2 separate regions of the Mus musculus genome follow, and region 2 is linked to region 1. Evidence: chromatin contacts called from public HiChIP or PLAC-seq data. All regions are on one chromosome and are shown on one strand. Each heading gives the region's core, a stretch centred on a gene start, on an enhancer-like site or on the middle of the called end of the contact. The rest is flanking DNA. Distances are from core to core; before and after follow the strand shown.

Region 1 (5,358 bases), core at 2,496-4,995:
CTGACTTATATTGCCCTTCTCTGGGCTGCTGAAACAACTCAATGGTAAGATGTCTACCCAGAGGCCTCAGGTTCAATCCAAACACTGTGAAAAACAAGAGAAAAGCTTGATTACCTCTATGTACAAAAACAGTATGTATGTATGTGTGCGTGTGTGTATTTTATGTAGAGCTGGGGCTCAAACCCTGTGCCGCATCTATGGCTAGGTAATCCTGTACCACTTAAGCAACAGCCTCGGCTTGCCTTGAAGGAATCTTTATGCTTCAGATAGTATTAAAAAAAAATGGAGAACTAACATTCAAGTTAACAAAAGAAAACTATCTTGAGAAATATAACTCACAAAAGTCACACAAGTCCTCACAGAAGTCACAATTTGAAAACTGTGTAACAAGGTGGGCTACAAAATGCTGGAGCATGGCGGTATATGCCTATAATCCTAGCACTGGGGAGGTGGTGTGTGTGTACATGTGTTCCAGAGTGATTGTGGAGGATCAAGAATTCAAGGTCAATCTTAGTTACATTGTGAGGGCAAGGCCTACATGAGACCCTGCTTCCAAAATATGGTAGTAGAGTGCAACAGAGACTAGCAAAATTAGACTCAGCAGGTAAAGTAATTTCCTCTAAGCTTGATGACCTGAGTTCAGTCCCTAGGCCCCACATGAATTGACTTAACTCTGCAGTTTATCTTCTGATCTCCATAAGCACACTGGTGCACAAGTATACAAATGTAATAATAAAACCAAACCAAACAGATAAAGAAAAGTGATCCTATGGGTTCTGATTTTTACTAGCGTAAGACAAATAATAACCGTGTAAAGCAATCTTCAGCAAATCTTCAGTCTGTGGAATATAGAGTTAAAAATCCGGAGTTGGAGCGATGGGTTAAAAGCAATGGCTGCTCTTACAAGAAGACTTGGGTTCAGTTTCTAGAACCCATATGGTTCCTTGCAACTGCCTCCAAATCCAGTTTCAGGGAATCGACTGCATCTTCTGGCCTTGAAGGGCTCCTGAATTTACATGGGGCACATAAACTCATTCAGGCCCAAACATACACACATAAACAGTAAATAAGTAATTTTTTTTTTATTTAAGAATAAACACGGACAAACCAATGACTTCCTAGGAAAGGTAGAAGAGTCACAGCTTCTAGGATGTGGAGGGCAAGCAGAGGCAAAGGCAGTGAGAGGTGGAGCTTAGTCGTTTCTTTTGAAAGTTTAGCATTGCACTTCTGTGCTGCACACCTAAGGTGAGAATACACCACACGTACAAGTGACACATACATGCAATTATAGAATTAATGAAAAGCCCTTTGCAGAGGGAGTGCTGGGAACAGGGCCTGTCATTGTGAGCTGGTATGAGGAAGTGGGTTATTCACTTCCTAACTGCTCCCAGTTTCTTCATTCTTCTCTTCCTGTTCCTGGGTCTAATCCCAGGCATTAACAGATTTCACACAACGCAGCCCTTGACTTAAGCTACTTCATCCGGTGACACCTATAGAGAGAATGCCAGGCCTCAGTGTTGGCAGAAAAATTCTAGATTTACCAAAAGATGTCTAGACACTGTACTGCATGGGCAGTTTAAGGGATTTCAAGGGGACTCATGCACAGGTCACATACACAAAAATACAGTACAAATCTTAAAAGGTTGAGAATTTTTTAAAAAGATTTATTTGTTTTATGTATATGAGTACACTGTAGTTCTCTTCACACACACCAGAAGAAGGCATCAGACCACATTACACATTACAGGTGGTTGTGAGCCACCATGTGGTTGCTGGGAATTGAACTCAGGACCTCTGGAAGAGCAGTCAGTGCTCTTAACCGCTGAGCCATCTCTCCAGCCCAAAGTTGAGAATTTTTGCAATTTGGGTGACACTAAAGAATATCCCTGGGGGCTGGTGAAATGGCTCAGTGGGTAAGAGCACCCGACTGCTCTTCCGAAGGTCCGAAGTTCAAATCCCAGCAACCACATGGTGGCTCACAACCATCTGTAACATGATCTGACGCCCTCTTCTGGAGTGTCTGAAGACAGCTACAGTGTACTTACATATAATAAATAAATCTTTAAAAAAAAAAAAAAAAGAATATCCCTAAGAGTCTTCTCTTCCCAACAAGAAGTTTTTTGTTGACTAAAGTCTCCTGTCAACTATATTAAGATGTATGGTCATAATATTAGAAGTAACTGTGTAGGTTTTTGTAAGGTTTTGTTGATAGAGGGAGAAAGATCTTCCTTAAGGGAACTGACATGGGGTTATAGTGTAAGAAGAAGCACATTAGGAGCTATGGATATTGCTTTGTGGTAAGACACTTATCTCATGTGCCAAGGATTTGTTCAACCTCCAATACTAATAAAAAAGAAAGGAAAGAAAGAGTGTGTCTCATTTAATGGCTATTGGGAAGGTAGCCCAAGTAAAATAATTCTACTACTAATAATTAGCATATATGGACCATTAATACTTTATTTTTTTGTTTTTCAAGACAGGTTTCTCTGTGTATCCCTGGCTGTCCTGGAACTCACTTTGTAGACCAGAGGTTGGGGAGACGTGTGCATGTGTATGTGTGTTTTGTCCAGGAGTAGTTTTCTCCCTCTATTTTGAGGATCCTGGGGAAGAGACTCAGGTCAGCAGGCTTGGTGGCACAGTGCCTTTACCCACTGAACTATCTCACTAGCCCTCAGTCTTTTAGTTATGGTACAGATTTGTCTTAGTTTGCTTTACATTGCTGTGATAACACAGCATGACCAAAAACAACTTGTAAAGTAAATAATTTATTTGGATTACAGGTTATAGTATGTCGTCATCAGGTGAAGCCAAGCCAGGAAATGGAGCAGAAATCACGAAGGAATGTTACTTACTGGCTTGCTTTCCATGGCTTGCTCAGCTTGCTTTTCTATACAATCCAGAACCTGCTGCCCAGGGGTGGTACCTCCCACAGTGGGCTGGGCCATTCTACAGCATCAACCAAGAAAATGCCCCCACAGATTGCCCGTGGGCCAATCTGATGGAAGCAATTCTCAACTGAGGCTTCCTTTTCCCAGATGACTCCAGCGAGTGTCAAGTGCGCGCGCACGCGCACACCAGCACAAGGGTCATTTTCCAGTATGCCGCCCCACAACCCTATTCTGTCATTCGTTTCCGCAATGGAAGTATCCCACTGCCAATTCCAAACCACTCCAAGAGTTTAACCAGAGAAATGGAAGAAGCCGCACTAGCTGGAAAATGAATAGAGTCTTAAAATCAACCATAATCCGAATTCTCTAGTCACGGGGCTCCCTCTAGGTTTATCCTGTCAAAGAGGACAGCTCGGCCCAAACTCAGCAGGGCGTAACAACCTCGGAAACACAGAGCCTAGAGAAGACGTGTTCGGTCCCCAGGCTGAAAAACCCATCCCCACCTTTACCACCATCCAGACTTCCGCTCAGCATAAGAACCGCCACCTTTCCAGCCTAGCAGGGGAGATTCGACCCTGGCCTAGAGCTGCCCCTTCCACCGCAGCTTCCTCCCGAGGGGGTGGAGCGCTCACCTGCTCGATGGCGAGTTGCACCTCTGGCGTGAGCTGCAGCACAGCCTCCAGCTCCTCCACAAACTCCAGTTCCTCCTCCTCCATCATCCCGCCGCTCAGCCCCCGACGCCCTCTCCAATCCTGCTCGCGACCTGTCTGTCACCAGGACCCCAGAAGAGCAAGCCTCCAGGTACGGGGCTCGAGGGAGCCGCTACTTACTCGGCTAGCCTGGCACTTCCGGAGAACTGGGCACTTCCGGGAACCGGGGGACTCTGGGATAGCGGAGGACTGACTTCCGCAGGCATGGCTGTCAAGTCCCTGGAAAATCTCCAGACAACCCTTAACCTCAAGTTCCCTGTTCGCACGCGGCGGGTTCTTAAGATTGAAAGCCCTCTCTTCTTCGCCCAGGGCGCATCCCCCACCAGCGCCGTAGTGTCGCCCGGGCGCCCCAGAGAGCGGTAGCCACGGCAGTGTCCCAATGGATGGGCAATAAGCCCCGCTGGCCATGAAGCCAACGTGCAACCCGCTCGCTGGATCCCCTTGGTCTAGGGCAGTCTGTGTCCCCCTGCCATCGGGAGTGAAATGACCCCAGCTGGTAAGTGGCAGTGTTGCCAAAGACATTTGAGGTTTGGGAGAGCTTCTGCTCCTTAGATAAGGATCTACTGGGCAGAATTGTCTGAAGCCTCCTCGCTAGGGTGGGGAGTAAGGAGAAAAGCGACCCAACGCTGGGAAGTGTTTGGTTTTTGAGACCGAATGTCCGGGCTGTACATCCTTATTTACACCCTTGATAACCTTATGATCTTGAACAAAGTATTCCCATCTGCCCTGCTTACACTACGTTAGATGGGGTGACATTAAATATGGAAGTATTATGCAAACTTAGGCAGGTAGTACAGGAAATGTTAGGGTGTTTAGCCGCGTACATTACAAAAAGAGGAGCCAGATAGCCCTGTGGAACCGCTTTTCCAGCAGGCACTGGAACAATGATGGAATTGCAGCCAAGGGAAGGGTTGCCTTACCAGTTCAACATTGTGAAAACCTCGACAGAGGAGTATCTGGCCCTGCTGAACTTTTTTTTTTTTTTCCGTACATATAGTTTTATAAAAATTGCTTCAGGAATAATATAATTTGCTTTTTTTTTTTTAGTTTTTAAAAAACATTATAGTTTTAGGAATGGAATTTTATTGTTGTTTTAGTTTGCCCCCCAAAAATGTGTGAGTAGTATAAGTTTTAGCAACAGCAACAAAAGAATGCTTTAAAATATAATTGCAGGAGGACTGTGAGAGACATCAAGATGGCTCAGCCAGTAGAGCATTTGCCCTCAAGCCTGATGCTTGAATTCATCCATCGAACCCACATGTTGATAAGAGAGTTCTAACTTCCACAAGTTACCCTCTAACCTCCACACATATATTATTGACTCATAAAAGTATTATTTTGACAATTATTTAATGACATAGCGATATATGCACAGTGTATTTCAGAAAGCAGAATATTTATTTCTGAGAGCAAAATTGGCTGGGTGTGATGGTACAAGCCTATAATCCCAACACTTGGAAGGTGAAGAGTAGGTGGATAAGGAAAATGTACTGTCTCAACCAAAAGCAAATGACAGGGAAATATATTTTTTCTTTATTTTCCCACACATCTACAATCAACATATGGTACTTTTTTTTGTGTTTGTTTGTTTGTTTGTTTGTTTTTCAAGACAGGGTTTCTCTGTGTAGCCTTGGCTGTCCTGGAACTCACTCTGTAGACCAGGCTGGCCTCGAACTCAGAAATCTGCCTGCCTCTGCCTCCCAAGTGCTGGGACTAAAGGCATGCGCCACCACTGCCCAGCTTTTTTTTTTTTTTTTCTC
Region 2 (5,454 bases), core at 2,511-5,010, 59 kb before region 1:
CATACTTCTCTTCATAGTCCACAAGCTGGCGTTTCACCCAAGCATAACGTCTGTCAATTTTGTCCAGCCAGGCGACCTAGGAAGGAGGAAACAAAACCACTCAGTGCTCAGAAGTGGTAATAGTAAGTAGAAGCCAGGACCCAAGAGAAAAAGACAGTCAGCCTCCATTTCTGCCACTGGAAAGAGTCTACACCACATTATTTCCTTGAACGGGGGTTCTCACCTGGGGACATGATTGCACACCAAGTGTCGATGTATTCCCTAAAACTGTATGCAAGGTGTTGTGCACAGGTAAACTCTTCTGGGGGAGAAGATCTATGGCTTTTATTAATTTCTCCAAACATCCAGTGACTGAAAATGGTGAAGAGCCACTAACCTGCAAATCAGCCTGGGGATCTGTAGTTCAGTGCATAACTAATAGTTGTTAACAAATAGTTAACTGTATTAGTAAAGGGTAGCTCAGGAGGAAGGCAACATTAGTTTCTTTTTCAACAAAATTAAATAGTTTCATCTGATCTCATCTGGTCAATACTTACATCTTGGTTTTCTTGAAAAAGTACTAGATACTCTGATAGATGCTGTTTAATAAACTTTTTGATGATTTCTTGTTTGATTCTGGGGTCCAAAATATTAGCCACCAGGCACGCATCTCTCAGGACATTGCTGGGTCCTCCCGGCCTCTGGTAAAACAAACAGCATATACCAGTTCAAGTGGCAGACGTGCCTGTGTACCTCCTGGCTGTGACAGCTGCTCCTTCCTTGCTTCTCACTGTCATTAGTGCTCTCCCTAGATGCCCAGGCTCCCTTCAAGAGATGGATATTTTAGTTACCTGTTCCCTGAGAAAAGAACATTAAGCTAGTCTTGCAGTAGCCAACCTAAAAGCTAGCCTGTGAACTCACAAGACATTCAAGAAAACAGAGCCAGAAAAGATCACGAGAAATTTTACTGAGTATCAAAACTGAATGTGACCTAAAAAGCCAGAATGACAACAGATTCTATCGAAGGGTCCAAAAGGCAGTGACACTCACAAGTGCCACTTCTTCCTGCTTCCGACCTTCCCAGGACCCTATTGTATTGTTTGCTTGTGCTGTTGCCTTCCTGTCTGCCTTGAGACAAGACATTGCTATGTAGCCCAGACTGGCTTCAAACTCAGGGTCCTCTTCCTTCAACTTCCTAAGTCCTGGAATCACAGGCATGCACTACCATGCCCAACTGTCATTCCTGTTCTTAATGAGGTATATTTGTGTCAAAAAGAGTGATGGTTTTAAAAAGCACGTCCAGGTTCTAAACTGATTTGTTTCACTGATGGCCAATCACACAGCCAGCCAAAGGTGAAGTAATTATGGTAATGGCTCCATGACCGGAAGAGTTGATGTGGGAGAGGCTGTCAGGATACAGCAGCTAAGAAGGCCTTGTTTACTACCAATGCAACTAGATCTTACGGACCAGCCAGTACATCCTGGACATACTGCTGACCATGGTCCCTACAGTACAGAGAGGTTTAGAACCTCTTGGTTTAGCAAGCTAGCCTGATGGCTTGGGAGACATTACTCAACTCTACCCAAAAAGCAATGGACTTGAGTCAGGATGAGCGTAAGTTCTTCTGAAGCTCTCCTCATTGTTTCTGTCCATTCTGTAAGTCTCGACTAACGTGCAGGTGTCACTCAAGGGGCCTGAGCCCAAACTGTTACAATTACCTGCTCCATTCTAAATGGCTGCTCTGCTGATCTCTGGATATACTGAATGTTTAACTCTGGCTTCAGGATGAAAATGTGTCAGCTCACTAACAAGTCCTGGAGACCAACACCTCGAGGCGCAGGGGCTCGAACTCTCTTCTTTACAGAGCATTTACTAGAGTACCTTGGTTGTCTTAGTTACATGTCTATTGTGAAGAGACACTCTAACCAAGGCAATGCCTAGAACAAAGAGTTTGTTGGGGCCCATGGGTCCAGCAGCAGCTGGGCAGGCCAGGCACTGGGGCAGTGGTTGAGACTTTACATCTTTATCCAAGAGTAGGAGGCAGAGAGAGAGAGAGACAGAGAGAGACAGAGAGACAGAGAGACAGAGAGAGACAGAGACAGAGAGACAGAGAGATCCAGGAATGGTGCTAGCTTTTTTTTTGTTTGTTTTGTTTTGTTTTGATTTTTTCGAGACAGGGTTTCTCTGTATAGCCCTGGCTGTCCTGGAACTCACTCTGTAGACCAGGCTGGCCTAGAACTCAGAAATCCGCCTGCCTCTGCCTCCCGAGTGCTGGGATTAAAGACGTGCACCACCACGTCCAGCAGTGCTAGCTTTTGAAACCACAAAACCCTCCTAAAACCACAAAACTGGCATACCTCTTAATCCTTCAAAACATTTCTACCAACTGGGGAACAGTATTCAAGCACATGAGCCTATGGGAGCCACTCTTATTCAAACTACCACACTTGGACACTTTATTTTCTTAAAAAAAAAAAATTTTTTTTTTGAGACAAGATTTCTCTGTGTAGTCCTGGCTGGTCTCGAACTCAGAGATCCACTCATAGGGTATATCTCCTGTGCAGTCCACACTGGCCTAGAACTCACTGTGTAGTCCAAGCTAACTCATGATCCTTCTGCTTCAATCTCCAGGATGCTGGGGTGGTAGGCATACCCACCAATCAATACTTTAAAAAAATTCTTGGTTCGACTTTGCAAACCTTGTAAATTAGTATTGCAAGGACTTGTAGAAAAAAATCAATAGCCTTTTAAAATGGAAAAAGAAAACTTTTAACAATTCCCCATCAGGAAACAGCCAGGAAAGGTAATAAAGCCAACAAATCCTTTTAACATCATACTCAACTGGGACCTAGGAGAGAGAGTAGAAGGGCCATAGCTAGATGATGGGCAAACAGTAAGACAATCTTCACTCGTATCCTTCTGAAGCATCGTGCAATGGGATGGAGCAGAGAACACAGAAAGGCAGTCGCCTAGGAAGACAACTGTTCAAACCTAGCCACTAACTTGAAAAAGTAGCTACTAGCCAGGCACCCTCTTTCTGCTTCTCAGAATTCCCTTTTCCTATAGGGCCAACGAGAACATGGCTTTCCAGTCTCTTCCTTTCCTGAGTCACATCAGGTGACCAGCGAGATGAGGGTCTCCAAGTAAAGGCCTCACAAATCATCATATTCCTGGCAGTCAGCTGCAAAGCACGAAGGCGGTAAGGTCAGGAGCTGGTCTATAGAAAGCAATCTCAAAGCCAGGGCTGCCATCCCCACCTATTTCCTCAAATGTAGCACAGAGGGAAAGCGATTAAGATATTTCCAGTTATTGAATTACAGAGCAGATTCAGGAAATGCTCCTTGGCTCCCAAGCGAATGTATATCCATCCCCATCTCCACCCACAAAGCCCGGAGAGGAATGTGGCTAGCCGAGGAATGCTGCTGGCCGGGTGCTCTGCTTCACTTCTGCCTTCAACAATGCTTTCTCTTGAAATAGCTCAAATAATAGAGAAAACAAGCCTCTGCGGGTTCTGTCCTACCCGACACATGCAAAGCATTAAGATGACATCTGCTGCAGTGTGAAGGATGGGGCTAATAGCAGCACAGTGACAGCCAGGGGAGGGGAGCCCGAGTGAGACATGGACCCAGCAGCTCCCAGGCGAAGCCTGTAGGCTTCACAGACACAACAGAGACAACTCCACCACCAGCGAGCTCGAAAATCCCAGGGACAAGGATTCCCATCATTAAAAGTGAGTCTCTGGACTCTGTCATGAGAGTTACATAAGCTCCCAGACATGCCTCCCAGTTGTCTTTTCACCAAACCAAAACCAGTGTTATGTAACAATCCTAAGAACATTAGGGTTTAAAGTTTGTTTGTTTGGTTCTTTTTTTTTTTTTTTTAAAAAGAAAAAAAAACACACAGCTATGTGGGTGGGGGGAGTGAGTTTATTGGGCAGACAAGCTACAAGACTTGACACACATTAAATTAAACCAAATGAATGCCCATTTATTTTTCCCAGAGAGAGGGTCTCATGTAGCCCAGGTTGCCTCAAACTCACTATGTAGGAAAGGATGAATTCCAACTCTGATTCTCTTGCCTCCACCTTCCTAGGGCTTGGATTACAGACGTGAATCACCACACCCAACTTATTTGGGGTTAATGATCAAACCCAGGCCTCAGGCATGCTTAGGTAAGTATTCTACCAACCAACATTCCTGGCCTGAGTCCTCTTTCTGATGCTAGAAGGACAGACAAACAATCGGCATTGTATCAAGACACATAAAACAGGCTCATCTGAGTCGGCAGACCCTTGGCCTGTGCCAGCCAACACTTGTGGGTGATACAACATGAGTTATCACTCGGGTACCTCATTCTCCCTGCAGGGAGTGTGAACACAGTGATAATATCAGAGGCAAAATACAAACCAATACCTTGGTACCCTGCGAAGGAAATGCTTCTTCAAAGTCAGCCAGGATTTGCTGTCCTAACTCTGTCTGTGCAGCCTTCACCCTGTGGGAGGGAGAAGGGACTGTATTAATGACTGGCGCCATTTTCAAATCCTCATATACAAGTGTGCATGGACCCACAGGGTCAGGAACTATGGCGGTCTCTATGTCTGTGCAGGTAATTACCTGGGAATGAAAAGGTATAGACAGCTGGGAAAGAGATATCACACAGAAGCAGGGTTATGATCAGCATTTCAGGATGTGTTATTTTACTTTTTTATTTTTTATTTTTAGTTTTAGTGCTAGGGATTGAACCTATGCCTTGGGCATGGGAGGCAAGTGCTCTGTCACTGAGCATACTGCCAGCCCTTCAGGACACAGTTCTAGGTCACTCTTCCCTACTGTGAGGTATCTAGATTGAACGTGTATAACATTTCATGGAAATATAACAGCAGCCTGACCAAACACAAACCTATTGTGTCACTGGAACAACTGTTTCCTGTTCTGTGGGACACAGGCTTAGAAGAGTGCTTCAGACTGTTTCAGTGTGGTTTATATTTGCTTTTCATAATATTTTAATATAATATGTTAATTTTTAAAATACTTTAAAACAACAAAAAGAGTGTTCTCTAAGGTAAAAGAAAAAAGAGCGAGATGACCAGTGAACGGTTCTTTGTAAGTGAAGGGCATTATTAACTTCGAAGGGCATAATCCCAGCACTGAAAAGGTAGAAGCAGAGGATCACAAGTTCAAAGCCAGAGTGAGATGCATAAGAGCATGTCTCACAAAGCAAAACAAAACAAGACAGGCAAAACAAGCAATAGGCACTGGATGAAGATTTAACTTCAAGAGAATAAAACTGAACTGTAAGGAAAACTAAGCAGAAGGATGGGGTGGGCTGGTTCTTGATGGTGTCTGCAGGATTGCAGGGTGATCAGGAACGATGCAGCATGAATGGTGGATGAAGGGGAAGGAGACAGTGCTGGAGTGAAACAGGACGTGCGCATCAGCAAGCACTGTGATCATGTCATGTCCTCCTTGTCCTGA

The links. HiChIP or PLAC-seq counts read pairs in DNA pulled down with a chosen protein or histone mark.
Region 2: a contact with region 1 is called in an H3K27ac HiChIP or PLAC-seq map of embryonic fibroblasts, with 14 read pairs. The contact joins the enhancer-like site here to the promoter of Vps53 in region 1. A contact is called at or near these places in 6 of 39 promoter capture datasets (the 3T3-L1 cell line, embryonic stem cells, macrophages and 1 more), 1 of 15 datasets of contacts at CTCF or cohesin (the NIH/3T3 cell line), 11 of 484 Hi-C or Micro-C datasets (the 3T3-L1 cell line, 3T3-L1-derived adipocytes, the AML12 cell line and 8 more), 5 of 115 datasets of contacts at active chromatin or transcription factors (bone marrow-derived macrophages, embryonic fibroblasts, embryonic stem cells and 1 more) and 3 of 9 other capture datasets (adipose tissue, liver and pancreatic islet).

What each region holds. Positions count from the first base shown.
Region 1 is chr11:76,175,893-76,181,250 of GRCm38.p6, forward strand. It overlaps Vps53 (VPS53 GARP complex subunit), which reads right to left and starts at 3,746. Exons shown (of 22, transcript NM_026664.4): 1 at 3,521-3,746. The coding sequence starts at 3,607. It also overlaps a transcript of Tlcd3a not described here.
Region 2 is chr11:76,117,126-76,122,579 of GRCm38.p6, forward strand. Vps53 (VPS53 GARP complex subunit) reads right to left here. Exons shown (of 22, transcript NM_026664.4): 8 at 4,393-4,471; 9 at 537-680; 10 at 1-76. Among named protein-coding and RNA genes, the nearest start is that of Gm46252, 31 kb to the right of the region's middle. Within about 2 kb of position 3,761, at least 49 of the 459 cell types and tissues checked have an H3K27ac peak or open chromatin away from gene starts, as enhancers often do. A contact at or near this core is called in embryonic fibroblasts, where this site is marked.